Linked DNA regions of Mus musculus: region 1 is linked to region 2. A link is a contact called in public ChIA-PET data. All regions are on one chromosome and are shown on one strand. Each heading gives the region's core, a stretch centred on a gene start, on an enhancer-like site or on the middle of the called end of the contact. The rest is flanking DNA. Distances are from core to core; before and after follow the strand shown. Region 1 overlaps Gm32255 (a long non-coding RNA gene). Region 2 has its middle 31 kb from the start of Gm31416.

Region 1 (5,873 bases), core at 597-3,096, 630 kb before region 2:
GAAGAGGCTGAGGTTCCATGAACATCTGGAGGGTGTTTGTCTCAGTCTAATCCTGAAGCCCTCGGCAAAGAGTCTTCAGTAGGGGGTTGACTGTCTCAGTCCATGAAGCACACCTCATGGTACTCATAATGTGACAAGTGTCCTCCACCTCAGAAGGTGTCCCCAATGTTATCAAATAACTGTACTTAATCTGTGTGGAGTGTCCTGTGTAGAGGTGACCATGATAACAGATGACTGTCACAATGGCTCCTCCTACTCTCACGTGTAGTATAGAAAAGTCCAATGAGCGCTTCACATTTTTTTTTAAATTTTATTTTGGGTGCATTGGTGTTCTGCCTGCATGTGTGTCTATGTGAGGGTGTCAACCCCATGAACCTGGAGCTACAGGTCATTATGAGCACACATGTGGGTGCTGGGAATTGGACCGGGATCCTCTGGAGGGAGAGGCCAGTGCTCCCAACCACTGAACCACCTCTCCAGGCTCACGTCACTTTTTGTTTTTGTTTTTGTTTTTTCGAGACAGGGTTTCTCTGTATAGCCCTGGCTGTCCTGGAACTCACTTTGTAGACCAGGCTGGCCTCGAACTCAGAAATCTGCCTGCCTCTGCCTCCTGAGAGCTGGGATTAAAGGCGTGCGCCACCACTGCCCAGCGCTCACGTCACATTTTTATGCCATTTTATTCCAGCTTCAAAATGATCACCAAGGTCGGAAGCCAGCCGGAAAGACGGAAGATATTTGATGAGGTTTCCAAGAAAATTATTCAAATTACGTGTCAGTGCACAGGTAGAATTTTGTTTCTTATTTCGATGCTGAGTGAGATAAGCCAGCCGAGTCTGCTCCTTTTACAACAGCGATTTGGAAACACAGGCATTGTCGTTCAGATCTGGAGTTTCCATGACTGAATGAGGAAATAGTTCAGAAAAGTGGCACTCGCTCTCTGTATCACCCCAAGACCCAATCCTGGTTTCGGGTCTTTGCAGGAGCTGGGTGTCATGACCTTTGAACTTAAATTTCCATTAGCACAAAGGAAAACAAAACAAAACAAACAAAAACAGAAGATGAGAACAACATTTTTTTTCTGAAACTTACTGTAGGACCACAAAAATTTTGTGACAAGCAAGAACCAAACCCCGCGTATCTCACCAATTCGGAAGCGTCCACTAACCACACTCTGCAGAGGCACCCTCTATGTTGGTAAGCTATTTTAACCAGATTCCAGAGCTGCCATCAAAAGCTCTTGAACTTGATGTCCTGCCAGATGAGACAAGTGACCAATTCGATGGCTATCCTTCCTCTGTTCCGAGGTTTGCAAACGATTAATATCTCAGCTGTCAATATGAAATTCTGCTGCGTTTGACTTCCCTTTTCTCTTTTTTTTTCTTTCTTTTTTAGAAATTGATGACTAATTCCATCAAAGCATTGATGAGGCCCAGTTCTAACAGTCTGTTCGTATCTACTCCATGAGTGACACATCTGGAGATTTTCCACTGCCTGAAAGCTGCCTCGCGCCTAACCATGTTTTTCTATGGGTCTCGTGTGAAGAAGAATCTCCATTGGGTGAACGAGTTGACAGCGTTGCATGAGAACCTTGGCGTCTGATATTCACACCTGCTTGTGAAACAAACTACCGAGTGTTTCAATTACCCTCTGACCTTAGAAAAATGGAGGCTTCTAATTTGAGCTGTTGCTAGTCTTAAGCAAACAGCTTCTGCAGTTTTACACAACACTCTTGCTAGCCAAAGGAAGAAAAGTGTTGAGGTTTTTTTTTTCCCCCTGTGTGCAAAAGTTAGAAACAATTTTCACTTTCATTTCAGACTATGAAAGCCGAGTCACAGCCATAGCCACCCTCATTGAGATCTAGTTCTACCTGCATCGGCAGGGTTACTCTTCATGTGCGTCAGAGTAGAACCCATCACTGGTTCTGGATTCCAGTGGAAAGGTATGAATTAAAGTAAGCAGGGGCCATAGCGATGTGGCCAGCAAAGTTCTTGCTCAACAAGCATGCTCACCAAGTTCAAAGCCAACACCTATATTTAAAAAACTGGGACCAAGCATTCTGGAGCATGACTTTAACCCCTATACTCAGAAGATAGAGGTAGATGTTATCTCTGTGAGTTTAAGGTCAACCTGCTCTACATATGGAGTTCCAGGACAACCCGGGACTACATAGAGGGACCCTGCCTCAAACAAACAGAAATAACGACAAACAAGACATGCCAGCCCTGGGGCTGGAGAGATGAGTCTTCAGTTTAGAGCACGGGCCTCTCTCACATAGGACTTGGGTTCCATTCTAGCATCACTACGGCAGCTTACAACCACCTGTAACTCTAGTTCCAGGGACTCTGACGCTCTCTCCTGGCTCCTGCAGTAACCAGGATCACATGTAGTACACATGTATACATGTAGGCAAAACATTCATAAAGTAAGCAAATGATTTGTAAAATTCAAAGTGAGTCGTCAGAGTCCTGTGAACCTGTAGGGTCAGTGTTGGAGAGGCAGAGATAGGTTAGACCCTGGGTCTTGGTAGGTAGCTGGTCTAGCCAACACAGGAAGCTCCTGACTTATCGAGAGAGCCTGTCTCAATGCATAAGAGGGGTGGGTACTGCCAAAATGGCCGATCAGGTAAAGGGGTTTGTCACCAAGCCTGAGGGCCTGCGCTGGATCCCCAAGACACACATGATGGAAGAAGAGAAACAGCCCCCCCCCCCAAGTTATCCTCTGACTACCCTATAGCATGAGTACACCTACATTTATTCATGTACAAGCAAATAAATATAATAAACAATTTTAATAAAGAAAAAGGATGGAAAGCAGTTGAGGGAAATACCTATTGTTGACCTCTGACCTCTGCATGCTTGCCTTCCCATGTTCTAGTATATCTGCACATACACATGAAACTCTTTCAAAGTGGCTGTTCGTTTAGTCTTGGGCAGTGATCTCTTTTTAGTAAACACCATGTCTTGAAGATCTAGTTAAACTGGAATTTACTAGCCCAGTGGGCAAGGAGAATGTATTGCCAATTGGAAACAAAACCGTGCACACCGAAGCATTTCTGACCAGAGTGTGTCAGGATTGCAGTCTTCCTTTAACAGTGTGAAGTCAACCCTGCTCTGCACTCACCAGGACTGACAGGCAAATGTCAGCAGATGCAGTTACGGAAACCCTGAAATACCTCTGGTCCAGTGACCTTGGGACCGTTAAACTCGGTAGGCACTCAAACTCAGTAGGCACTCAGTAGCGTCTCAAAGTATCAATAATGGATTCTTGAGAAAGGATTATTGATAGCCAGGCAGTGGTGGCGCACGCCTTTAATACCAGCACTTGGGAGGCAGAGGCAGGCAGAATTCTGAGTTCGAGGCCAGCCTGGACTACAGAGTGAGTTCCAAGACAGCCAGGGATACACAGAGAAACCGTCTCGAAAAAACAAAAACAAAACGAACAAACAAAAGAATATTGAACCAGCTGAGTTTTGTTTTGTTTTGTTTTGTTTTTGTTTTCACTTTTTCAGAAAAAGCAAGGGAAACCAGTTGCCATCAGCATAGTTACTAATAAATAATAAAACTAAGAAGGCAGACATTGCGTTAAATAGATGTGTATAGGTTACTTTCCAGGTGGGTGGAGTCAGTGGGAGGATGTCCTCCAAGGCTTACAGATACAGCAGTTACTAAGTAATTTTAGAACAAGTTGAGACTTAAGGAATTTTCTGTAGATAAACATAAAGAGTTCACATGGACTCTGCTCCCTCTAACTCTGGCGAGAGCATAGGGTTATCAGTTGATGAGCCAGTGCCAAGACAGTTTTATAAGATCCATATTTTAGATTAGGCTTTCTTCCATGTGTGGTTCTGTTGATTCGTATCATAGATCCTTTCTTTCTCTCTCTCTCTCTCTCTCTTTCTCTCTTTCTTTCTTTCTTTCTTTCTTTCTTTCTTTCTTTCTTTCTTTCTTCCTCTCTCTCTCTCTCTCTCTCTCTCTCTCTCTCCTTCCTTCCTTCCTTCCTTCCTTCCTTCCTTTCTTTCTTTCTTTCTTTCTTTCTTTCTTTCTTTCTTTCTTTCTTTCTTTCCTTTCTAAACCAGATTGCATTGTACCCGTTGTTTTGAGACAGGGTCTCATCTAGCCCTGGCTGACTTTGAACTCACTAGTAGCTAAAGATCACCTTGACTTCCTGATCCTCCTGCACCTTTCAAGTAATGGGATTAGATGCTTTCTTCTTTAAAACCAAATTTTATATTTGCCACTTCATCTTATTATTTTATACATAGAGCAAAGACTCCTAGGTAGATATAGTAAGAGACAATGTCTGTAGTTTTAAATACTTTGACTGGAAATAATTTCTCAGTTTCTAATTTGGGTTCAGAGTTGGCCAAAAGGAAATCCTGGGCAGTTCTAGAAAAAAAAAAGGGGACTCCAGAGAGTAGGGTCAAAACCTGTCCCAACTTTTGAGTCTTCAACAACCACTCAAATGGGTCCAATGTGCCCCCTGAGGGCCATGGGCAGGCAGCTCAAGGTAGCGCAGCCCAACATGAAACCATAAACTTCCTTAAATCCTGTGTTCCTGTGTGTTAAGTTCAAATCTGATTACCAGCAATTAAAAATAAGAACATTTCACACAGAGAAATGTGCCCAGCTGCCTCAGCTCTTGGGACCATGCTTGCCCCACCATAATGAACTATATTGCTTTGAACCACAACCCACCATGCTTGGCCTCAGAGGACCTTAGCCCAGTTAGGAAAATCTCAGCCCTGGGGGTTTTAATGGAATACTCTGTCTGTGAGTGAGTAGCTTAAGGTAGTTGTTGTTGTTGTTGTTGAAAGTTTTGACAAGTTACTGGAGAGAGGGGTCAAACGTTCTCTTTGCCTATCAGACTTAGCATAAAACAGGAGAAAAACAGAAACTGCTCTGCACCTTCCTCTTTTATCTGGGCTTTTTCCACCATCCAAAAAGTATATGTCCCAACCCACCTGGCCAGAAGATAAATCCTTCCCCCACAGCAAAATTCAAAGCCTCAAACTGTTGTGGGGACAAGTCAAAGCTTCCAAGCACACACTTGTGCTGCTTTATAGAATCTAGACCTCGCTGAGTGGGCAAGTTGAGTTGCCAAGGAGACGAGAAGGGTATCAAAAGCACTTAAGAGGACAGAATTCCGAGTCCTCAGACCTCAGACCAGATTTCTTTGCCTTTGTTGGGCTCTGCACTTCCAGGGGCATCTAGTATCTCACAGATATTTGGGTCAGGGTTTGTACAACAAAATAGGGAGTCGGTCGAACTTCCCTTTCATATCTCACCTCCTTATAACTGCGCCGTCTCCCCCACCTCTTTATCTCTGGTTCTTGGTCTTTTCTCCCTATGCTGTCTTGAGCATCCTCCTCTTAGGCTACCGGGATGACTCAAGGCTGACCTCCTGACATTTTGAATCTGACATTTACTTTTCCTTCGAAGTGATGACTCATGACTACCTCTGCTTTCAGATTTGTTCCTGCCCTGCGTTTCTCTGGGCAAATGGAAAGAGCTTGAGGAGAATAAGCCTTTTTACTTCTAGTTCTGATACCGAGTGAGTCTGCTAATATATCCCTGTATGAAAGGGGACTGGATGACCCAAATTTGGGCCATGGGTGTGGTTTTTCTCTGTGTGTGTCTCTGTCTCTCTCTCTGTCTCTCTGTCTCTGTCTCTGTCTCTGTCTCTGTCTCTGTCTCTGTCTCTCTCTCTCTCTCTCTCTCTCACACACACACACACACACACACACACTATTTAGGAATGTTGAAAGTCCTGGGGAATCTTGCAGAAGGGAAAACCCTTTCAATAGTATTTAACTATAGCGTTTCTCAAAATCCTTTCGACTAAGGAGCTCTGCCTTTGCCCTGATGCTCCACATT
Region 2 (5,865 bases), core at 2,807-5,306:
GATATCCAGTGTTAGACATCTTTTGGATGACTCATTTTGGATATCCACAACAGTGCCATGATATCTAAACCTTAATTGGCACTTATGGTCTTCTGTTCCCTACAGCTTGACTGATAGAAAAGACCCATCAAGAGGCTGGAACATAGGGAGTATACTATAACCCTGGCCCCAAGGATGAAGATGTGGGTCACGTAGTGTAGCATACAGAATACACACACACACACACACACACACACACACACATTCTATGAGGAAGAATTTTAGAGAAAATGCAATTTCTTTAGTGTTTGGGGGTTGAGACTCAAGCTAGGCTCTGTACTCTTCAAAGTTCATCTTTATTCTTGAGGGGAGAATTTTAGTCTTCCTTGTTAATGGGTGTCATCATTCGGTTTGCATTTTATTCCCCCACCAGCAGATGCTCATTTGGATATTGAAGAGGAAAGAAACGTGATTCCTACAGGGATCCTTTTGGGAAGTTCCCTCCCTCCCTCCCTCCCTCCCTCCCTCCCTCCCTCCCTCCCTCCCTCCCTCGCTCCCTCCCTCCCCCTCTTTCTCTCTCTCTCTCTTCCTCTCTCCCACACCCCTCCCCCGCCCCCTCTCATGGGCAGGGCAGTGCAGCCATGTGCTGTATGTAGACTGCACATGTGGAGATCAGAGGACAACCTGCAGGAATTCGTTCTCTCTTTTCAGAGTCGGTTCCAGACACTTATTGCAGGCCATTGGGCTTGGCACCAAGCGCCTTTATCCTCTGAGCCAGTTTGTAGGTCCAGTGTTTTGTGATCTTTAAGAAAATAATGGATTTACTATGTCTGAATGGAAGCAGGCAGAGAATGGTAGAGAAGATGCCTGACACCTCTCCTGGCCTCTGTGTCTGTGCACTTTTGCACAAACGTGTGTACACTCACATACAAGTTAAGCAGACAAGCAAACCTTTAAGGAAAAAAAAATGGTGTCTGTGTACTTAAACTTCAAAACAAACCTTTATTTCCCTTCCTTTCCTTCTTCCTTCTTTCCTTCCTTCCCTCCTTCCTTCCTTTCCTATGTATACATATATGTAGAGGTACATGCCATGTGCATATGTGACAGCCAACGATCACATTTGGGAACTCTTTGCACTGTGTAGATTCTGAAGATAGAGTCAGGTTACCCAGATTTGTAACACATTCTTTCCATCTGCTGAAACATCTCATAATCTCACCCCCCAACCCCTGAGATCTGGGTCACGTGTAGTCCAGGCTAGCCTTAGAATTTAATATGTAGTTGAAGATGGTCTTGAAAATTGGATCCTCCTGCCCCAACCATTCTCCCCACACCCCCCACTTCCTCCTGCCCCAGTGTTGGGATTACAATGTATACATCTCTAGGTATGGTTTGCACAATGCCTGGTTTATACAGTCCTGGAGGTGGAGCCCAAGGCTCTGGGCATGCTAGGCAAATATTCCACCAGCTGAGCCATGCCTCCAGCTACTCAGGGTCTCTCATTCTATCAGTTGAACTACATCCCCAGCCCCAGAGACAGACCTTTCTAGCCTGGGAAGTGATTGTTCAGATGAAGACTTTCAGAAATCATGCGAGTCAATGTGTTAAAAATACAGAGTGAGGGGCAGAGGCTCGGCTCAGTGGTTATGAGCACTTGCTGCTCTCGGAAAGAGTCTGAGTTCTGTGCTTAGCATCATGTCAGATGGTTCACAGCCCTCAGTAACTCCAGCTCCAGGGAACCTCACACTCTCTTCTGGACTCTAGAAACTCCTGCATTCACATGTATACACCCTGTACACGCACACATGAGCACACTCGTGCACACGCATGCACACACACACACACACACACACACACACACACACACACACACACACACACACGCACGCACACACGCACACACGCACACACTTAAAAATAAGCATTTAAAACTTAGAGGTTGTGCCCTGAGATGACCGAGAGACTGGAAGATGAACATTTACTAAGAGAATTCCATAGACGGTGTTTTCATGTTGACGTACGGGATTGGTCAGTAAGACAGTTCATGTCTCCGATAGTCTTCTCCTTCTATCCAGCTCTGCAGTGGGAGACACGAAGATCAGAGTTGAAGTGAGGAAAGATGAGGCACACTTTACCCATGTCTCCATCACTGAACATGCTATCAAGCATGTAACTAGGGAAACACATGATCCCTCACCCTCACTACATATAACGACATGTTTAATTCAGGCACTATTTGTTTTTACAGATTTATCACTTTTTTTTAAAAGATTTATTTATTTTATTTATATCCATACATTGTAGCTTTCTTCAGACACACCAAAAGAGGGCATTGGATCTCATTACAGATGGTTGTGAGCTACCATGTGGTTGCTGGGAATTGAACTCAGGACCTCTGGAAGAGCAGTCAATCTTCTTAACCACCGAGCCATCTCTCCAGTCCAGATTTATTACTTTTGTTTTGATGATGATGATGATGGTGATGATGGTGGTGGTGGTGGTGGTAGTGTGTGTGTGTGTGTGTGTGTAGCAGCTGGGGTGGGGTGGGGAGTTGCACACATAAGTCAGGTACCTGTGGAGGCTCAAGTGGACATTAGATCCTCCGAACCAGAGTTACAGGGATCTGTGAGCTGCCTTATGTGGTGCTGGGACATAGACTCCAGTCTTCTGCAAGAGCAGTGCCTGCTTTTAACTGCTGAGACATCTGTCTTTACAGTTACGTTTCTTAGAAGAGACTAATGGGAGGGGGAGGGGATATGGCCTATGCTGTTCCTCGTGCATACTTGTTTGAAAAATGTCCTTCTATAACACAGTGCAATGCATTTGTGGCTATCTGAGGTTTGCTGTGGGGCCATCCCAGACTATTTGTAAGTTCTAGGCCAATGAGAAGTCTTGTCTCAAAGGGAAAAGAAAAACCCCAAGAAATTGTGAATGATACCCAAGGTCTTCTGGCTTTCACATGCACTCACAGTCACACACATACCCCCCTCCACGAACACATGCATGCACACATACACATGCACACACAGATTTGCAAGTTAAAAAAAAAATCTGAATTCTACCACCTCATAGGTCCCCAAGAAAAGACAGCGATAGTAGTGTTCACGACAGATTACTTTCTTGTCCAGTGAAGCATGGCACCTGATGAGTATGAGACCGAAGGACTGTTGAACCTCCTAGATTAGCCTGCAATTGTGAAGGATAGGACTCTAGGGGTGCACTGCAGAAGCCTCCCCTCCCCACTGAGGGATGTTCCAGGAGCCATTCCATGTACTGACAGAATAGCCACAACAAACCCCTTTCCCCTTACTTTGAACTTTGATCTCCAAAAGCCACGTGAATGTGAAGGCTGATTTATGTCAGTGGGTCTTGTGTCGCAGAAGGCGGGTCCAGCCTGGTCCCTGGCACACCACGAAGATTTCCTCCAGCTGTCAATGTGAGAGATGCCTGGGTTAGCTTTTTCTTTTTTCAGAGGACCATCTCCACTCTCACTGAACTGTAGGGGGTGGAGCCAAGAGCGCTCTCACCAGCCCAGTGGGTTGTGATGTGATAGGCATCCTTCCTACATGTTCGCGCAGAGACGTGATTTTACGGAGCTTCCGAGCACACTGAATCCAGTCATGGCATTTCAAGCAGTGTTAAAAAGGAAGAGGTTAGAAGACTTAAATGTGAGGCCAGGCCTCCCAGTTCTGTAGACATCCTTCTATCACAGATTTTACTGTTGTAGCAATATAATCTAACTCTGTTCTCTCTGGCTTAAGAAGGGCAGCCCAGTGCTGGCCAAAGTGATGGGGGAAAATAAGAATTTATAAACCGTTTGTCTCCGTAGTTTCAGCCTCCTGAAATCTGCTGTCCTTCAAAGTACAACCCGATTCAGGCTGAGACCATGAATCCAGCGTGGCTCTGTGTCACACAGTCTACCTTCCCCCCTACAACCCCATTCAAGGTCAGTTATTCATTCCTCCCCAGCAAACAAACAAAAACATTCAAAACCACAGACAGGGAGTAGTGTGATTCAAAAGCCTTGACTGAAGCAGGAAGCCTGTGGCCATCTGTAGAGCAGCCACTTCCTGAAGAGACACACAGCCATGACCCTGTTCCTTGGAAGAGTGGGTGCTGCCTGGGCTTGATAGGAACAATGAGTCAGGCAGGAAGTGGCTGAGGCACGAGGTTTTCTTTGTTGAGAAGGCAAACATGCAAATAAACTGGGAGAAACAGTGTCAGCTCTTTCCAGGGCGCTCAGGGAGGGAAGTTAGAGTTTCACGCACCCTGTACAAAAGTTGCAGTTGCAATCCGATGCCTTTTCCCTTGACAGTGGTGCTACACTGCGGTGTGGTGGTTAATGGTGATTGACAGGATCTAGAATCACGTAGGTGACACACTTTCCTGACCTTTCTACGAGGGAATTTCCAGATCAGACTAATTGAGGTAGTAGCACTACCTAAACTGTAGGTGGCGCCATTCCCTGGCGTCCTAGACCGACTCAAAAAGTGAGTGAGCTCAACACTAGCGTTCATGCATCTCTTCTTCCCGTGTGTATACAATGTATCCAGCCGCCTCAAGCTCCAACCCCATGCCTTGCCTGCTAAGCCGAATAAACTCCCCCTCTGTTGAGATGTTTCTTGGCAAGTATTTGACGAAAAAAGAAAAGCAAAATTGATACAGCTGGAAATGAACCCTAGGCTTTCCTCTATCAAATGCTGGGCGAGTGAACTTGGTATGTGATTAAAAGACTGAGCTGGGGCCTTCATCTGTGAAACTGGCATAGCAAGGCTTTTCTTAGGGGGAGGGGGACTATGCTTTTGTGAGAGATAAATAGGACAAAGAGTGATACTCTGATACAAAGTAAGGAGACAAAATAATCATATTTTTAAGTATTTCACACATAGAGAAGGCCCAGAGAGAATGATACAGTATAGTCACACCCCAGCTTAACTAAGAGACACGACTTCCTCTCTATGTTCTCTCTACTTTTTTCCTTCTTGTAGGTAAACACAGTCCAATATTGACACATGGATTCCCATGGATAGCTTCCCGATTTATATTAAAAGCCATATTCAGCATATTGTTTGGATGTTTCCAAACGTGACAATATGCTCTCTATATTATTACATAGCTGCATTTTGTGATTCAGGATTCTGTCTGTGATGCCAGCCCATGGAGAGACTGAGGCAGGAGGATCAAGAGTTCCAGGTCAGACTGGGCTAATTAAAATCCTATTGGGGGTGGGGGGGAACCCAAGCCAAACCAAATAGAACCAAACCAAAATTCCCTGTTTGAGGATTATTCTTTCTGATCTCTGCAGCTTTGATTCATTTTTACCACGTTTTACCTTTAAGAAGTTTATTTATTTTACGTATATGGTATGAATATTTTCTCCACATGCATGCTGTACTTGTGGAGGCCAGAAGAGTGAGACAGATTCTTTGAAACTGGAGTTACAGCTGGTTTTGGATCACTTAGGTAGGTGCTGGCCATTGAACCTGGGTCCCCTGCAAAAGCAACAAATGCCCTTAGCCACTGAGCCATCTTTCCAGCCTTCATTTGAATTCATGGCATATTTGCTTACTGTCGATGGTGAATATATAGGTAGTTTCATTTTTTTCCCCAAGAGAAATGACATAGTTACGGAAGTTTTTGTGTGCCTTGGTGACCTCAATTTGTAAAACAAAATAAAAATGCTTGCAATTTACACCTCTATCCCTTACCACTACAATTGCAAGAACATTTTCAAGTTTATAAAATGCTTTTAAGTTTATTAATGCTACCACCACAGAGGGTTTTCTACCCTCAACCCTCCATCAATTATAACTCTTTATGCCATGAAATCTCAAAGACTTTCTCACCAAAAGAACGGAAGTACCGTTTGCAGGAGCTCAAAGCCAC

The links. ChIA-PET counts read pairs in DNA pulled down with a chosen protein or histone mark.
Region 1: a contact with region 2 is called in an RNA polymerase II ChIA-PET map of effector CD8 T cells, with 5 read pairs. The contact joins two enhancer-like sites. A contact is called at or near these places in 3 of 115 datasets of contacts at active chromatin or transcription factors (CD8 T cells, effector CD8 T cells and memory CD8 T cells) and 1 of 9 other capture datasets (embryonic stem cells).

The regions. Positions count from the first base shown.
Region 1 is chr10:67,493,299-67,499,171 of GRCm38.p6, reverse strand. Gm32255 (a long non-coding RNA gene) reads left to right here. Exons shown (of 4, transcript XR_380523.3): 2 at 686-783; 3 at 1,095-1,194; 4 at 1,393-2,813. Among named protein-coding and RNA genes, the nearest start is that of Gm40679, 6.9 kb to the left of the region's middle. Within about 2 kb of position 1,846, at least 20 of the 459 cell types and tissues checked have an H3K27ac peak or open chromatin away from gene starts, as enhancers often do. A contact at or near this core is called in CD8 T cells, effector CD8 T cells and memory CD8 T cells, where this site is marked.
Region 2 is chr10:66,862,857-66,868,721 of GRCm38.p6, reverse strand. No RefSeq gene overlaps it. Among named protein-coding and RNA genes, the nearest start is that of Gm31416, 31 kb to the right of the region's middle. Within about 2 kb of position 4,056, at least 239 of the 459 cell types and tissues checked have an H3K27ac peak or open chromatin away from gene starts, as enhancers often do. A contact at or near this core is called in CD8 T cells, effector CD8 T cells and memory CD8 T cells, where this site is marked.